Regions from separate parts of the Sus scrofa genome. Here region 2 is linked to region 1. Evidence: chromatin contacts called from public HiChIP or PLAC-seq data. All regions are on one chromosome and are shown on one strand. The core of a region is the stretch at or near the end of the contact, and the rest is flanking DNA. Distances in the headings are between cores, read along the strand shown.

The links. HiChIP or PLAC-seq counts read pairs in DNA pulled down with a chosen protein or histone mark.
Region 2: an H3K27ac HiChIP or PLAC-seq map of alveolar macrophages shows a contact between it and region 1. The contact joins two enhancer-like sites. A contact is called at or near these places in 2 of 47 Hi-C or Micro-C datasets (embryonic fibroblasts and heart right ventricle) and 1 of 2 datasets of contacts at active chromatin or transcription factors (alveolar macrophages).

The regions. Positions count from the first base shown.
Region 1 is chr3:31,895,127-31,901,285 of Sscrofa11.1, reverse strand. No RefSeq gene overlaps it. Among named protein-coding and RNA genes, the nearest start is that of SOCS1, 16 kb to the right of the region's middle. Within about 2 kb of position 3,670, at least 10 of the 83 cell types and tissues checked have an H3K27ac peak or open chromatin away from gene starts, as enhancers often do. A contact at or near this core is called in alveolar macrophages, where this site is marked.
Region 2 is chr3:32,321,914-32,328,072 of Sscrofa11.1, reverse strand. NUBP1 (nucleotide binding protein 1) reads left to right here. Exons shown (of 11, transcript NM_001243382.1): 4 at 4,609-4,677. Among named protein-coding and RNA genes, the nearest start is that of NUBP1, 6.8 kb to the left of the region's middle. Within about 2 kb of position 3,707, at least 14 of the 83 cell types and tissues checked have an H3K27ac peak or open chromatin away from gene starts, as enhancers often do. A contact at or near this core is called in alveolar macrophages, where this site is marked.

The DNA of each region.
Region 1 (6,159 bases), core at 2,421-4,920:
GGAATAGGTCTGTGTTGATGATAATGATAATGCAGATGTGACTCCCAAGGCCAAGTCCAAAAGGCTTGTGGCTTCTAAGTGAGCCCCTCGTGGTTCACTTGCTCTGGAAGAAGTCAGCCTCTGTGGTGTGCGGGCGCTCAGGCAGCCCCGTGGCGGAGCCTGCGCAGTAAGGACCTGAGGCCTCCTGCCCACAGCCATGGCAGTGAGCTGCATTGATGAGGGTCCTCCAGCTGCGGTGACAGCTTTTTTTCTTTGCTCTTTAGGGCCGCACCCGTGGCACATGGAGGTTCCCAGGCTAGGGGTCGAATCAGAGCTACAGCCACTGGCCTTCGCCACGGCCACAGCAACGGAGGATCCAAGCCGCATCTGCAACCTACACCACAGCTCCCGGAAACCCCGGATCCTTAACCCACTGAGCAAGGCCAGGGGCCGAACCTGCATCCTCATGGACCCTAGTCAGGTTCATTAACAGCTGAGCCCCGAAGGGAATTCTTTTTTTTTTTTTTCTTTCTTTCTTTTTTTTATTAAAGTATGGTTGATTGACCATGTTGTATCAGTTTCTGCTGTGCAGCGAAGTGACCCCATCATATATATATACACATTCTTTTTCTCGAATCACCTTCCATCATGGTCTATCCCCAGAGACTGGATACAGTTCCGTGTGCAGTACAGCAGGACTGGGCTGACAAGTTTCCTGCAACCTCGGAAGAGACCCTGAGCCAGAACCACCCAGCTGAATCACCCCCTGATTCCTGACCCACAGAAACAGTGTGAGATCCGATCCACGTCCCATGAGATCAACGCGCATTGTTTTAAGCAGCTCTCTGCGTTTTCTATTGCTGCATAATAAATTACCACAAACTTTGTGGCTTCAAAGAACGAGGATTTACTCTCTCACGGTTTTCAGAGGTCAGGAGTTTGGCACAGCGTGGTGCACTTCTCTGCTCAGGGTCTCCCCGGAACAAACTCAGGGGGTCAGTTGGGGTTTCAGTTCCCATCTGGAGGCTCTGGGGGCAAAATCTGCTTCCAAGCGCGTTCTTTTATTTATTTATTTATTTATTTTATTTCCTCCCCACGGCATATGGAGTTCCCAGGCCAGGGGTCAGATCTGAGCCACACTTGCAACCTATGCCAAAGCTGCGGCAAGCCTGGATCCTTAACCCCCTGTTCCAGGCTGGGGATCAGTCCTGCATCCCAGTGCTCCGTCCGGGTGCTGCCGATCCTGTTGCGCCACAGAGGGAAATCCCCAAGCTCAGTCTTGCTTTTGGCAAAATTCAGTTCCTGTGGTTATAAGGTCTGAGGTCCCCGTTTCCTTGCCGAGTATCAGCTCTCAGCTCTGGAAGTGACCCCCATTTCAGCCCATGCCGCCCCTCCTCCTCCTCCCTTCCAGCCACTTCGCATCCCATCTTTCCTGTGCTTGAAATCTTGGACTTCCTCTTCTGGCACGAGCCAGAGAAAAGGCTCCACTTTTGAAGGGCCCTGTGATGAAGTTAGATCCCTTGGATGCCTCCCTTCTGTAAAACCAACCACATGCCGTGACCTAATCACGGGAGCAAAATCCATTATATACACGTCCTGGGGATTGGCAGGGTGGCAGGAAAGGAGGGGGGCTATTTTAGAATTCTTCCCACCGTAGCGCTGAGAGCTGGGGTCATTTGTACACAGAAATAAAACTCCGAGGCAGTCGTGGATAAGCTTTTCCGACGTGGAAGCTCGCGTCCTCCCGTTTAAGAAAAAAATGTCCCTCCGTCTTCTCTGTTCTGTCTTCAATGCCTGTGAGTTTGCATCTTGTGGAATGAGCCTCTCATGTCTTTGCCTTTTATGTCGTATATTCAGTCTCTTTTTCTGGGAGATTTTCCAGTCTTCTCTTCCAATGCTGATGTTGAAGTTTTTCTCTCTGTTCTCCATTCTCCAGTTCCTTCTTGGTCATTGACTGTGTCTTTAGACAGACTCTTGTTCTTGTCTCTTTTTTTTGTCTTTTTAGAGCTGCACCTGCGGCATGTGGCGGTTCCCAGGCTAGGGGTCCAATCAGAGCTACAGCTGCCGACCTACACCACAGCCACAAGAATGCCAGATCTGAGCCACGTCTGCGACCTACACCAGAGCTCACGGCCATGCCAGAACCTTAACCCACTGAGCGAGGCCAGGGATCGAACCTGCAACCTCATTGTTCCTAGTCGGATTCGTTTCCGCTGCACCACGACGGGGACTCCTTGTTCTTGTCTTATAGAGTCAACCAACCTCTCTTATTTTCTCTGAGGTTTTTTTGTTGTCTTGATTTTTTTTCCTCCTCCCTGCATTGGTCCTGTTCTCTAGGATTCTTTTCCTCTGCTGATTTTGATCTTCGACTTTCGTTGAACAAGCCTGCCTCAAGTGTCCAGTGATGCTCGGTTGTGAGTTCATACTGAAGATCAGGAAGCTAAAAACAGATCATCAGAAGTGTCATGCCTACGGGCAGGGTGTGTGGACATGTGCTTCTCAACCAGGCGACTGGGCAGGATCTGGTTGTCACAGTAGACTCCTAGAGCCAGCATCCGAAGTGTCCTCTCCTCGGCAGGTCAGTTTCCCCAAAGAGGATCTCCGGACCTCCTGTCTGGGGAAAAGCAGGGCTGCCAGCTCCTAGGGACCACACAGGGGATGGGGAAAGAGACGTCCTATTGATGGGCACATGGCCTTTCCCTTTACCCCTTGTGTCAGGCTTGACCACATGCTCAATTTAGTCTGCTGTCCTCAAGTTCAAGGCCCCTGTCCTCAAGCACAGTTTTTATTTAGACGGTATATTTCTTAGGGGTGTGGAATGAGAGGCTGATGGTGACTGGACGGCTGACAGCCTTCTAGATTATCCCTTGGCACCTCCACGATGCCCGGTGGTGGGGTATAAAAATGAACCGGACGTGGAGTTCCCACTGTGGCGCGATGGGATTGGTGGTGTCTTGGGAGTGCTGGGACCTGGTTTTGATCCCTGGCCCAACACAGAGGGTTAAGGATCTGACGTTGCTGCAGCTGTGGCTTAGGTCTCCCCTGGGGCTCGGATCTGATCCCTGGCCTGGGACCTCCATATGCCTCAGGGTGGCCAAAAATGGAAAAAAAAAAAAAAGGAACCAGACATGTTCAGCCACCAGGGTTGAAGACCTACTAATTCAGAGCACCCCACCCACTATGTGCCAGATGTAGGGTTTGGCCCCTCGGGGAACATGTGGCCATGGGAGACATGTTTGGGGTCATACCTGTAGAGGGGGTGTGGGCACTACTGGCGTCTAGTGGGTAGAGGCCAGGGATGCCGCTGAATGTCCTATAACACACAGGACCGTCCCCATAATAGGAAAGTCAGTAGGGCCGAGGTGGGGGATCCCACTCTAGAACAACGAAAGACATGGTCCCTGGCTTCAGGGAAGAGGAGCAAAGAATTTCTGTCTCCTTAACACCTACTATGTGCTTTTGCAGCAACCCTCCCTTGCAGGAGAGCTCGGCTCTCAGCCTGGGCCAGGTGCGTCGCAGTAAGAGCTGCTCATGCCCACCTTCCTGCCCAGCAAGCCCCCCCCCACTTCAGCCTCCGGGGAAGCGCGCAGGGTGGCAGCAGCTGCCAGGGTGCGAGCCGGCCCAGACCTGCGGCCCTGCTTGACGTTGGTCCCCACCAAGCCATGTGACGAGGCCAGGCCACAAGAAAGAGGTTTCAACAAGCGTTATCGCTTCCTGGAACTCCGACTCGGCGACTTCCCCGAAGACCGGCTGTGCCTGGCGGGTGGGCTGTGTGCACGGCGGGGGGGTGGGGGGTGGGGAAGAAAGGACAGGCTGCTCCCTTCCTCCTCCGCTGTCCCCACAGCTGCCACCCTCTATCTCAGTCTGACTACCTGGAAATACTCCGCCCCGCCGGGCCCAGCGCCCCTGCGGCGGGGGCTGTCAGATCAGTAGCATCCCCGGGAGCGGAGAGGTGGGGGGATCCAGAAGGTCCTCCCCACAGCCTCTGGGATGCCCAGGCCGAGCCCGACCAGGCCGGGTCCCCGGGGGGTCCAGAAACCCGCCCCCAACAAGGGCAGCTGGCAACCAAGTTGGACACAGATTCACCTCAGTGTCACTGGCTGCAAAACGGACACAATCTCCCACTCCCTGTCATCTGCCCTCCAGATGGGGGACACTTGGTTGGCACACAGGCAATTACTGTTTCTGTCTGGCTGGTTCGAGCCTTGGAAATCCAGAGGGGAGGAGAAAAGTCCCACAGAGGTGGGGGCGAGGGGGACAGTCAGAAACAGAAGGTTCTTGGATGCCGTTATCTCTGGGTGGCTGTGATGACTCTGGAATAAGTCACTTCCTCGAGTCCCCACTTCACAGAAACCCAGGCTGTAAATATAGACCTGGCCGCAATGGGGCGGGGTGGTGGGGTCACGGGCAGCCAGGGGAGGGTGGCTGAGGAGGAGGAACCCAGGGCGAAGCCCGAATCCTCCTAGCAGGCGGACGCCTCCAGGCCCTGGCGGTGGGCTTTGCTTCAGCTGTAGCCGTGAAGACAGGTTGAAGCTCACTGCCGGCACTCTTATTGGAGTTTTGACCTACAGAAGTGGTGATGTCATGAGCTGTGGTCCAACGCAATCCACCTACAAGATGGTTTCAAGAATTAAACGAGGAGTTCCCACTGTGGCACAACAGGATCGGTGGCATCTTGGGAGGGCTGGGATGCGTGTTCGATCCCCAGCCCAGCACAGAGGGTTAAAGATCCTGCATTGCCGCAGCTGCAGCTTGGGTTGAAACGGCGGCTTGAATCTGATCCCCGGCCTGGGAACTCCATGTGCTGAGAGGCGGCCCAAAAAGGAGGAAAAAGAAAAAGAATTAAATGAGATAGTGTGAAGCGCTTAGCACCGAGTCTATGTTAATTAGTGCTAAATGAAGAAGAGCCTTTAGGTCATATGATGGTATCTACTTTATATCACTTATCGAACAGCATATCGTCAATGATATTAGCGACCCTAAATGTTACCCGTTCTCTCCCCCATCCTCCTCTTGTCAAGTACACATTTTTTTTTTTTTTTGACTGCACCTGTGGCATATGGAAGTTCCGGGGCCAGGGATCGAACCTGCGCTTCCGTTGTGACCGGCACCACAGCTGCAGCGATGCCAGGTCCTTAACTTGCAGTGCCACAGGGGAACACCTCACATCCACACATGAGCATGCAGTGTGTGCCCAGGATAGGCAGAAGCGTTCTTCGTTGTCACCGGTGCTCTGTGTCACCCCTGATTCCAGGGCCTGTGCCGTGTGCAGGCATGAGGCGAGGGCTCCACGTCTGAATACGCGGGTGCATACGCCAACACTGTCACAACGGGTTACTTCTCATTCTGAACACCCTGGCTGGGAAGGTCCAAGCAGTTGTGCAAGCTGCAGCTGGCTCACGAGGCACCTTGTGTTTACGTTGGGCCATGGTATTGAGGCCAGAAGTCAGCCTGTATGGGGGCAATTGCCTTTTCCAACCCCAGTGTCAGACTTTCTATCAATGTCTTGAATGTCCCCTTGCCAGTCACTCGATGTCTTTTCTTTTGTCTTTTTGCCTCTTCTAGGGCAGCTCCCGCGGCATATGGAGATTTCCAGGCTAGGGGTCTAATTGGAGCTGTAGCTGCCAGCCTACACCACAGCCACAGCCACAGCCACAGGGGATCCGAGCCACATCTGCAACCTACACCACAGCCCACGGCAACGCCGGATCCTTCACCCACTGAGCAAGGCTAGGGATCGAACCCGCAATCTCATGGTTCCTAGTCAGATTCGTTAACCGCTGAGCCATAATGGGAACTCTGGTCACTCAATGTCTTAACCAAGGGTTCATTTGGGATCCTGACTGTCTCCCAGGTGTTCACCGCCCTTGCCCTAAGCAGGAGTCTGGGAAGATGGAAGGATGGATAGAACTGAGGCTAGAGCTTTGTGGCACACGTGTGTGTGTGTGTAACCATTTACAAAGCCAGGGACCCACCCGGGACAGTGACGCTTCTGTCTGCATTCAGACCTCATTGTGGTCCAACTTTGGTTTTACCCCATGTTGGCTGTGTGGCCCTTGGCAGGTCGTTTCATGTCTCTGGGCCTCAGTTGCCTCACCTGAGAAATGGGGCTCATTACGGAGCTATCTTCCAGGGTGGTCAGAAGGATTAACCGAGAGAGCGTGCATGGCATCCCCAGTG
Region 2 (6,159 bases), core at 2,458-4,957, 430 kb before region 1:
GTAACATAAAGACTGATTCTTCCACAAAAACCAAGTAAAGCCAGCTACAGTGGGCAAGGGAATCAAGCCTACCATTCCTGCCTGCCCTTGAGACACACACACACACACACACACACACACACACACACACACACACACACACACACACACGAAGTGGCTCCTGAGATATCTCACCAAGGACTCCAGGAATACGTTTTTTAAATCATTGGGTTAAGGAGTTCCCTGGTGGCCTAGCAGTTAAGGATTCGGCATTGTCAGTGCTATGGCTCAAGTTCAGTCCCAGGCCCAGGAACTGCCATATACTGCAGGTGCTGCCAAAAAAAAAAGAAAAGAAAAAATTTAAGAAAGTAGAGTTTGCTTCAGGGGTCAGCAAACTTTATGTAAAGAGCCAGAGGGTGGAGTTCCCTTGTAGCTCAGCAGGTTAAGGATCTGATGTTGTCACTGCTGTGGTTCCGGGTACAGCTGTGGTGCAGGTGAAAGCCTAGCCTGGGAACTTAGGCGTGCTGCAAGTGTGGGGGAAAAAAAAAAAAAGAATAAAAACCAGGTGGTAAATATTTTAGGCTTTGTAGGTTATACAGCACTTTTTTTTTTTTTTTTTAGGTTATATAGTTTCTGTAGCAACTATTCAGTTCTGTCCTTGAACATGAAAGCAGCCACAGATAACCTATAAACAAATCAGTGTGGCTATGTTATAGTAAAACTTTGAATTTCATACAATTTGAATTCCATATAATTGTCATGTCTTGAAATAAAAGTACTCTTTTTTTTCCAACACTCTAAAAACCTAATAACCATTCTTAGCTGTGGGCTGTACAAAAACAGGCAGCAGGCTTGGTTTGGCCCCTGGGTTGTAGTATGTTGGCCCCTGGTTTGGTTTGTGGCACCCAAAGCACTAGTGCTGGCTGGGGAAGGACTTTGGAGGAGGAGCGGGAGGTGGGGCAGCGTGGTCTTCCTGGGACGGAGAAGAGGCCGGACTGGGTGATCTGGAAAGCGTGGTGTTGCTCACTCCCTTGGGTTCCTGAATTCCTCTGTGCGCTCGTTTCTTTTCTGATCCTTTTGTGACATGTGGAGCCACTCTAGTTGGCCTCTGCCACGGACGTGGGTCACTCTGGAGTCTGATATCTGTTACCCAAGGTGTGCCCTCAGGATTCAGGACAGGAGAAAGGTGACTGGCAGGGGACAGCTGGACAGGCTCCTTGGAGGAGGCGGCCTCTGGACTCTAGTCGGGCAGAGGGACTGTGGCAGGAGGAGACAGAGGTGCAGAGCCGGCACTGCCCAGGCAGACAGGTGGGCAGTGTGGGGCCGCCACTCAGGCGAAGGAGCCCGACCGGGAGGCTTTGATCGCCCCGGGAAGGCAGTCCAGCGGGAACGGGGTATGACTTGAGCTGAATGTGCGATTGCATGGCGCCAGAGGGCACGTAAGCCCGCAGGAGGTGATGCTCTGGTCTCCATGAGAGGCTTCAAGGACACAGCTAGGGTGGTGCCAGAACGGATGCCAGGAAACAGGACAAAGCTGGGAAGGTGGAGCAGCCAGGCCTCCGACTCAGAGAATAGGGAGGGTCAGGACTCCAGCTGAGCATGCAGGGCAGGAGGTGGGCGCAGCTTAGCATGGTGGCCAGGAACACCTGCTGTGGAGTCTGCCCACGATCACGTGCCGACTCCTCCCATGCCACTGCTGTGACCTTGGGCGGTTATCCGCCTCTGCCTCAGTTCTCTCATCTGTAAAATGGGACTCAGGGCTGAGCAAGATGATGTGTGTAAGTGTAAAATGCTTAACAGTGCCTGATGCACAGGAAGCGCCCCCAAAATGTTCCCAACAGCCCCCGTTGTTACTACCGTATGCCACTGCAAGGTCCTGCTAACCATATGTCCCAGGGGCTGTGACCTGGCCCTTTCAGGCTTCCTGTTGCCCCTGCCACTGTAAGAAAGGGAATGACTTCTGCTTTGGAAATAATGAGTCTGTAGCCCACCCAGTCTGCAGGGCTGAGCAGGTTCAAGATACCACTTGCCGATCCATCCTTCTGTTAGCAATCTCTTGGTCTCTGAGGCTCAGCTTTGTATTGGCCAAGTGGCTGGCCAAGAAATGTGTTTTCTGAAATGATCCATGGTACCCAGAATAATCTTTGCTTTTAGAAGCTGTCAGGCATCTTCTTAAACAGCTGGAGATGCTCTTTAACTGGGTCGGCTGCAAGGAGCCGCTTGGAATCTGAAGCTGTTTACACAGACCCATGTGCTTCCGTGTAATTATGTCCTAAAGCCCTACTGTGCGCACGTCCTGACTGCAGCACACTGAGGGGGGCACACGGCCTGCTGGAGACAGGCTAGAGGAGCTGGGTGTCTTTGGGCGCTGGTGTTTAACAGAAACGTCAGCATGCACGAAAGTGTATCTTCCCCGAATACCTGCTCAGGACAGAAACTATCACTGTCTGCCGGGGGCACCCGGGGTAGGCACAGAGCTCACATGGAGGGTCTTGCTAATTAAAGCCAAGTGGCATGCGCGCGCACCCTACATTCAGTGGGATGGTACCGACCACCCGTCCTTTTCTCCTGCCACCTGGTGACGGTTCATTACCCACTCCCAGCAAGGCTGTTCCATGGCAGTGCTCAGGCTGGCGGGTGTCTGACAGTTCATAAGGGGCCTCGAGTCACAGGGTAGCCCCTGACTGCTCGCAGGCAGGCCGGGGAGTGTGCAGGTTGGGGTGAAAAGAGGAGCCTGCGCGGTGTTGACCTGAGCCTGGAGATGACCCAGCATCCCATGCCTTCTTTCCGCTGCAAGAGCAGCTCCCGAAAGTTACAGCTGACCCTCCCGCCTGTGATCTGAAAGGCTCACCGTCACTGAAAGAGTCACACTGGGGGCTTCAGGGCTTGTAGACTTGAGCGCTGGAAGGGGCCTAATGACCTCCTGAAACACTGGCTTCATAGATGAGCAGCTCAGACAGAGCTGGCAGGAGAGGGCTCCTGTGCCAAGTGACACGCCTCGGAGCGCCTAGAATTAAGATGAGAGGCCGCTTCCAGTGACCTCTCAAGGGGAAGCATGGGGCGCTGGGTAGGGAAACGTGGATCCTGACAGCCCTGCCACACCTGTTCAACCATTTTCTGGCTGGGAAGAGGTGTGGCTGGGCTTCCTCTTCTCATCAGGCTTCTGGCACCTTCCACAGAGAGTCTGTGAGGATTAATGCAGGCACGTGTCTCCCAGCTAGGGGTCTCTAAGGTTCTCTGGCTTCCCTGGAGCAGAAAGGGAATGCGTCGGACGGGGCAGCGGCAGGATCAGCAGGGAGTCTGAAGGGGATGGCACACGGCCACTGAGAGAGTGGGGGTAGCAGGAATGTGCCGCGGCCTTTTCGGGTCCCACCACGGGGATGCGAGCACGTGATTGTTTCTTGCATCACTTTGCCCAAGATATCCCCTTGGTCATGGGGCGTCGGTGGCCAAGGTGGCAGGAGGGGGGGTGTCCTCAAAAGGAAACTGATTAAAGTGGCCCCACGAGAGAGACTTTCTAGACTGAGGGGCTAGAGACCTGAGAGTGTTGATGAAGGGTCTCGTTAGTGTCGCAGTGGTGGTGTAATTTCCCAGGTCGTGGGGCTCTGATGTAAGACGCTGGATCCTCAACACGCATCCGCCTAAAGCATCTGCCAGGCCTAGGACGTGGGTCTAGAGGATGAGCCTGGTTCTGCTGCACTCTTCCCGGGGTCCAGCAGGGGGCGTGCGAGGCCAGCAGGGATCGGAAGGATGAGCCGCCCTCCTGACCACGCTGTGAGGTCCTGTGAGGACCGCGGGAGGTCAGGGTTTCTGAGAGGCCTGAAGGAAGCCAGAAACGAATTGAGGGCAGTTAAAAAGCTACCCAGACCTGCTGTACTTTGGATCTCAGACGGGAGAGCGTTCAGGATGAACACAGCTGAAGGCTGTCCCAGACCCTTTCATTTTTCCCGCCTGGAGAGCAGGGCGTTTGGGGTAGAAGGAGTCATCCACGCCCCATGTTAACCAGCACAGAACTCGGGTAGCTGTCCTCAGGTTTGGCTTCTTTTTTTGGAAGTGGAGGCCAAGTCATTGTTAACCTTTAGCATCAAAGGAAAACGGAGCTTGGTCCGAGCCCAGCTGAGGATCCACTTTGGCCCTCGCCAGGCCCCAAGGCTCGCGGGAAGAGCCCTGGTGCTGGAGTCTGGAGACTTTGGTTCATGCCCCAGCTCTGCTCCCTGCTCATTGAACAAGCCTCTGGGCCTCTCTGAACCTCCGTTTCCTCTTCTGTGAAGCAGGGATAGTGATCTTTGCACACACACACACATACACACCAGCACAGGGTTAAGGGCCAAGTAGACAGTGCCTGGACCTGAATCTTGAAGGGACCTGACACCCATAAGATCCCCCTGGCAACAGGGCAGACTCAGGGCAGCTGGGGGGGCTGGGGGTGTCGAGGTCCTTTGCCAAGTTCTCATCAGGAGTCGAGGCTGTGTCTCCTGGGCCCGGAAGGTCAGCCTGACTCCCTCGTGAGGTCATCTGGTCCCGGTTTGACCCAGCTTCCTGCATCCTCTCCTGCCCTCCTTTCCTTGGAACCCCGTCCAGGGACTCTGCGCCCAGTCACCCCCTGCTCTGTCTCTTCTCGTCCCCCAGGTGGCTCTCCTAGACATTGACATCTGCGGGCCGTCGATCCCCAAGATCATGGGACTGGAGGGAGAACAGGTAATGGCTTCGTGAAAAAACGTGGCGGGGCTTTTTTCCCCGCAGCTGTAGCCCGGAGCTGCTAACCCTCTGCCAAGGGCTTTTACCTGGATGAGATGCCATTGGGTAAATGCTCACTGGTCCCCCTGTCTACCTGAACCATGGCCGTGAGTTCGGAGGGGGCAGGATCACACTTAAGTTCATCCAGACTGTCTGAGAAGTGTTCGTTTCCAGGCCTTCGCAGAGGGGAAGGGAAACAGCATGCAAATGCACAAGTCAGACTCGGAAGCCTGGCGCAGCCTGGGGAGGCTAGGCCAGGGCTCGCCAGAGGGCTGCACCCTGGACTCAAGGGGATAGCTCGGCCCTTGCGGTCACTGGAGGGCAAGTGAGACGGCAGGGCAGGCTAGTGACACAGGTGGGGGCAGAGCAGCAGGTCTCCCTTCTAGGTGGCACGGAGCTGACCTAGAGGGGCTCTCTGGGGGGCACTGACACAAGGCCAGAGGGCAAGGCTGTCAAGATGTGTTCATTCTCTGGTGTTCCCGCTGTGGTGCAAGGGGATCGGCGGTGTCTTAGGAGCCCTGGGACGGGGGTTTGAACCCCTGTCCAGCGCAATAGGTTAAGGATTGGCATTGTTGCAGCTGTGGCTTAGATCACAACTGCGGCTCTGATCTGATCCCTGACTGGGGAACTCTATATGCCTCGGGGCAGCGAAAAACAAAAAAAAAAACAAAAAAAAAGATTGGTTCTTTCTTTACTGCGTGCTGGGTTCAGAGGCCAGCAAGACAGATATAGACTCTGCTGTCGTGGGAGGGGCAGGCGATAGATAATAGGACGCTGAGCAGAGTGAGGGGACAGAAGGGTGGGGCAGGGGGAGCTGCTCACAGGGAGGGGCGGCAAGGGCACCCTGCCCAGACAGCCCAGAGGAGGGCACTTGGGGCAGGGCAGCCTGGGCAGGACTGCTGATGCAGAACGGTCCTCACACCCTCCCTACAGGGTCCCCAGGGCCAGGGCACAGTGACAGGGTAGCAGGGAGTGGCCAGGGGCAGAGGGGGCCAGTCCCTGGGGGACCGCTTCGGATGGCGCAGGGCTCGGGGTCTGCTTCTGAGCTGCTGGGGAAGGGCTGACACCGAGCAGCAGGGTCACGGCTGTGACCGCGTGGCCAAGGGCAGTGAGCTCCGCGGCACACGCCCCCTCGGCACGGGGACCGCTACTGTTGGTACGTGCAGGTGCTTCTCGCTGTGCCCGTTCTGAGTCGTTTATAAACACTAAATGCCAAGCGGTGAGAAAACCAGGAGCTCCACGCTTGTCCTCTCCTGTGCTTTGGGCCCTCGTGTTTACCCTCTTTCAAGACCAGTGACTTAGAGAATGAGTATTAACAGGAATGAGTGGGGGTTTCTCCTTAAAAGTATGACTTTAAAGCCAGTGACGAAGGACCATGTGTCATCTGATAAATGTTTCTATGGAGTGTGGGGAACAGGCACATCCATGGTCCCCTAGGACGGG